Regions from separate parts of the Mus musculus genome. Here region 2 is linked to region 1. A link is a contact called in public Hi-C data. All regions are on one chromosome and are shown on one strand. Each heading gives the region's core, a stretch centred on a gene start, on an enhancer-like site or on the middle of the called end of the contact. The rest is flanking DNA. Distances are from core to core; before and after follow the strand shown. Region 1 has its middle 5.4 kb from the start of Gm45805. Region 2 overlaps Gm31718 (a long non-coding RNA gene).

The links. A called contact is a pair of places that touch in the nucleus more often than the background predicts.
Region 2: a Hi-C map of bone marrow-derived macrophages shows a contact between it and region 1, with 41 read pairs. The contact joins two enhancer-like sites. A contact is called at or near these places in 3 of 15 datasets of contacts at CTCF or cohesin (the NIH/3T3 cell line, large pre-B cells and pro-B cells), 28 of 484 Hi-C or Micro-C datasets (the 63-12 cell line, the AML12 cell line, CD8 T cells and 20 more) and 8 of 115 datasets of contacts at active chromatin or transcription factors (the HPC-7 cell line, acute myeloid leukemia, embryonic stem cells and 5 more).

The regions. Positions count from the first base shown.
Region 1 is chr8:126,762,501-126,765,029 of GRCm38.p6, reverse strand. No RefSeq gene overlaps it. Among named protein-coding and RNA genes, the nearest start is that of Gm45805, 5.4 kb to the right of the region's middle. Within about 2 kb of position 1,264, at least 60 of the 459 cell types and tissues checked have an H3K27ac peak or open chromatin away from gene starts, as enhancers often do. A contact at or near this core is called in the 63-12 cell line, ECoMG-derived neutrophils, the G1E-ER4 cell line and 1 more, where this site is marked.
Region 2 is chr8:126,899,789-126,902,317 of GRCm38.p6, reverse strand. All of the region lies in intron 1 of Gm31718 (a long non-coding RNA gene), which reads left to right. Among named protein-coding and RNA genes, the nearest start is that of Gm31718, 7.3 kb to the left of the region's middle. Within about 2 kb of position 1,262, at least 47 of the 459 cell types and tissues checked have an H3K27ac peak or open chromatin away from gene starts, as enhancers often do. A contact at or near this core is called in the 63-12 cell line, ECoMG-derived neutrophils, the G1E-ER4 cell line and 1 more, where this site is marked.

The DNA of each region.
Region 1 (2,529 bases), core at 15-2,514:
GGTAGTGACTGTTTCTCTACTGGAGGGTGATGTGTCTCCCCACCGGTTCTGATCCATCCTTGTTGTTGGACCTGTTGACTGCTCCTGCAGATTTTCACCTGAGCTAATTATTATCATTGTTTCTATTTGTTTCAATTCTCCAGGGGCTCCTCAGACTCAGGAGCCAGGTTGAAAGAGTTTCTAGTGAAGTCCCCAGCATTTCTATATCCTAGGCTGTTCCATCCATTTGATAGTCAGCCACCATGTCTGAACTAAGCTCCAACATTTCAATGGGCCCTTGGAGAGGGAAGGAGAGAGGTTGGGCTGCAGCCAACCTTGGCCCTCTGTGGTGTTATTTGGTCTATTTGAAGAAGTTAACATTGGATCTATTATTCTTTGATACCCAGGAGCCTCCCATCCTCTCCTGAGCACACTGACAACACAGGAAGACCACAGATAAGGAGGCAGAGCAGTGTGGGGACTGCAAGGTCCCTGTGGGATAACTGCCAGCTGGTCAAAGGTCTTCCTTCTGGCACATTCCATGGTAGCTGAAGGGCTCTGGGCTGATCCTAGAAGTCTTGCTTCTTAGTACTCAGATCATGAATCCCCTCCCACACAGAGGAGGACTGACCCTGGAACCTGACAGGGTACTGTGGAAATGACCTTGTGTGACCTCTGAGACCTGGTCATGTATAGGTGGTGTTTTCCACTCTGTTTGCTTGGATCACTGTGGAGGAAGCTAGCTGCTACCTCAGAAGGACATTTCATCAGCCACATGGACAACCCTGCAAACATGGCCCTGGGCGTTGTGTATTTCTAGTCAGGTCTGCCCAAACCAGAGGTTGGATAAGCAATAGGTGCAAAAGGAAAATTACTTTCTGATTTGTTTTTCTGTACCTGCCTAGAGATGTGCCAGCATATCCAACATCTGTCACACCTGGAGAAATGTCCTCCCTTCCCCGTAAGTCCAGCTCCTAGCTGACTACCAAGGTCTTGACTTAGAAAGTTCAGACCCTGTGTGGAGAAAGCAATTGTCAGGTCTTTCCCTGCAGCAGCAGTCAGGGATCTGCATGGCCACCATTGTCCGATTTCTCTTCATTGTGCTCACAGCCCATTGCTTGCCTAGCATGTCTGCAGTGTGATTCTTGTTTTGTGGGTTCAGTTTCCTGGAAGTGGACGTTCGCCGAATGGTTCATCTGGAGCATTGGGCATCGGCCAACAAGTCTGCCTCTGTGGTCAGCCTCCTCTCCTGGGAAGCAAAGGAGAGAGGTTTGTTCTCCTTTTTATTTCCCCGAAATGTGCATCTCTGCACTGAGGGGGTGGGGAGAGCAGTGCTGGGCAGGAACATCATTGCTCACTAAGAGGCTAAGGAGAACCAGGAGGAAGGGAGAGGGCATGTGGCCCTCAGAGACAATTGCGTGCATCTCCTCCACCTCTGAGAACCACAGCTGGTTCTAGCGGGAGAGGGATGGTCAGAGGCTGTCACCATATGGATGAGAGTGAGGAACAATCAGAGGAAGAAGGAGAATACTCAGGCATGCTCACTCGAAGCTGATTTGAAGATGGTTTTCTGAACATTTCCCTCCAGCCTGCAACACCATTCTCCTGTCCTGTCTGAGAAAGGATACCCTGGGCCCACTGGGGAAATTTATGTTGATAGACTTCAAAGAAAATGTCCTACTCACATGTGCAAAGTGGACTTCATATTACCTGTAGGTGACTTGTGTGTGTGTGTGCTCATATGTGTGCATGCATATGAAGACCACGTGTTCACCTCGAGTGTTGTTCCAAAGGTACTTTCACTTGGCTTTTAGAGACAGAGTCCCTCAGTGGCCTGTAACTCATCTGATTGCCAAGACCGTCAGGAATCTCCCCCTTTCCAGCTCCCCAGTGCTGGAATTGCAAACACCAATGTGGTCATCCCCAGCTTCTCATGGGCTCTGAGACTCAGACCCAGGCCCTTCCTCTTATAAAACTATGCTCTGCCCCTCATCGAACAGTTTAATTTTTCATAATATTTTTATGGATTATTTGGGTATTTCACATCATGAACACTCTCTTTCCAATCATCCCAGGTCCTCCCACCCTGACTTGTGACCTACTCCCTACCCCCCTCCCCCCAAAAAAAAGAAAGAAAGAAAGGAAGGAAGGAAGGAAGAAAAGGAGAAGGAGAAGAGGAGGAGGAGGAGAGGGAGGAAGAGGAGGAAACAAACCAAAAAACCAAGTTCAATTTGTATCGCCCAAATACTCACTGGAGCATGGTGGTCACATTCCTAGTGGCCAGCCCCTTAAAGAAAATTGAGTCCTTCTGCGTCTACACCCCAGCCAGAAGCCATCATCTGTGGCTAGCTATACCTCAGCATCCTTATCAAATATTTTAAGAGTCCTCTTTGGTGGCTTTCTGTCCAGGCTGTTACTTTTGTGGATGGGGTGGGGTAAGGGTTGCCAGAAACCTTCTATGTCTCTCTTTCTCAATTGTGGGTCTGCAGTCATTAATACCAAGGCAAAAGTGGCTTCCTTGTCCTTCACAGCCAGCGGGAGCATGGATCA
Region 2 (2,529 bases), core at 13-2,512, 140 kb before region 1:
TTCATAACAGCAGCAGAATTACAGTTATGAAGTAGCAATGAAATAATTTCATGGTTGGGGGTCACCACAACATGAGGAACTGCATTAAAGGGTCGCAGCTTTAGGAAGATTAAGGACCACTACCTCAGAGGAAGATTTCGTCTGGCCAGTTGTAGCAAGCCCAGGACTTTTTTCTTTTTACTCTGTTGTGTGTATTTATTCTATTGTGTGAGCTAGACAGACATTGTACTCAGAGCTACTTCATTCTCTGTCTCTCTTCCTCTTACCCTCACATCTCCTCTTCCCTTCTTCCAACTAATTCTGTGTATGTTCATCGTACTGTGGTTAGACCCAGAGGTTCCCTTTAAAGCCCAGAGAAGAAGTAGAACATTGGCATAAAGTGACCTTAAGTGTAGGACTCTGCCAGAGCCTGTCTCACAAGGTGCCCCACCTGGGTAAACACCATTTGCATATCACTGTGTGGACTACAGCCCTTTCTTTATGGGGACAAGACAGGGCTCTGTTACTCAAACAGGTGGACAAACATCTAGGGAACTCTCAGACCTTGGGCAGCCTGGGAACAGAGGCCATGACCTCAGACCTGAGGCAGGGCTGTGTAGCCTCACCTGCCTGTCTCTGCTGTTGCTGTACACTCTTTGCAGCCCCAATTCCCTTCCCTTCACAGATGACCCCACTTCCAGAAGGCAACCAGATTGGAACTCAGGCTCCTTCTCTTGTCTCACAGATAAAGAAATTTAAGATGGATTCAAAAGAAAACTTGAAAAAATTGTTAGAATTATAGATAGAGGGGCTGGAGAGATGGCTCAGCACTGACTGCTCTTCCAGAGGTCCTGAGTTCAAATCCCAGCAACCACATGATGGCTCACAACCATCCATAATGAGATCGGATGCCCTCTTTTGGTGTGTCTGAAGACAGCTACAGTGTACTTACATATAATAATAAATAAATCTTTTAAAAAAAAGAATTATAGATAGAAAGCCAGCAGGGTCAGTCAGCTGCCACAAGAAGAGGAAAAAGAGGAAATTGTGCTTTTTTTTTGAGTTTGAGGTCAGGAAAGTGGGCAGGTTAAGCAATGGAAATCTTCAAGCAGCTGCTGTGAGGCATCCGTAGGGGGGAGTGTGGGGAGGGAGGGGAGAGAGGGAGGGGAGAGGGAAGGAGGGAGGGAAGGAGGGAAAGAGGGAGGGAGGGAGGGACTTGAAGAGATTGAGATGCCAGGCATAGCCATGTTAAGAAAGAAAAAGTCACTTTCTAAATTAGAACTCAGAAATTGAGCAGGCTTGTCAGTGAGTCTCCACAGCACCTGTAGAAAGAAAGGCAGGGCCTCTGAGAGCTGGCAGGCCTCCCTCAGGTGTGTTGTGTTTCACTGCACTTCCTGGTTATAGAGCCTCTTGAAGTTATAAAACATAATCTTGTCCTTGATTCAAGATGGCTTTGCCTTGCCTGGCAAGGAAGGTTCCTGTGGTTCTCATCATAGGATGTTGTTGGCCACCGACCAGGCCATTTGTGGAGGGGGCTACTGGCCATCAGAGGACAACTTTTGGGAGTTGGTCTCCTCCTTCTACTAGGTGGGTCCTGAGGATGGGCCTCAGGTTGCCAGCTCTGCAGCAAGTGTCTTGTTGGGCTAAGCCATCTCCTCATGTCCTATCTCCTCCCCACCAGAGATCTTTCCATCTTAACCAGAGGAAGATGACATGACTACATACTCTGCCCCAAAAGGCACTCACGGAGCACTTGGCTGCAGTGTTGTGTGTGGGTTTTGTGTTTCGTTTTGCATTGAGAAAAGGTGGCTGAGAAAAGGTGGCTTTAATAGTGGTTGGAGGGTTCTTCAGACACGAATGCCAGGCCTCAGGCAGGGCTCCACACTGCAGCCATTGCTGCTGCTGCTGGGGTTCCCATGAGGGGAAGGTGAGAGGCTCTCACAGTATCAGATGAGTGCAGTGTAGGTGAACAGGGTCATCAGATTGTCCCAGATGCCTCTAGGCAGCTGAGTCACTGTGGGTAATGGATTACCCAGGGGAGCAGGAGGATCAGAGGGGGTAGGGGAGGCAGTCTGTAACTCAGAGTCCTTCATCTGGAAGCAGTGGGACCAGGAGATGCCACCAGATTGGTTTCTGCAAGAAGGACAGGCAGGTACTCATGGCTTATACAGATCAATGTGATTTCCTCTGAAGCAGTTAATTAACCCCAGGCACCTTGCAGGAGCTTGCAGTATCAGAACGATAAAGCTGGCCACATGGAGGGAGGTTAGTGTTTTTTTTTTTTTTTTCCTCGATCGCTGACGTAATTGGCGCACTTTTCAGAGCGTGTTCAGTTCCAACTAATACCATTAAAAAAAAAAAAACCAACCAAGTCATAAACTCAGTCATTGGTAAGAGAATTGTAACTGCAGGCACAGTTGGTCAGAGGGCATGCAATGCTGTTACAGGCATTGTTAAAATTGAGGTCTGGGTCCTGGTAGTTCTCCAAATCACTACAACAGTTAGAAAGACAATCATAGTAAAAAGCTGAGAAAGGAGATTTATCCAGTG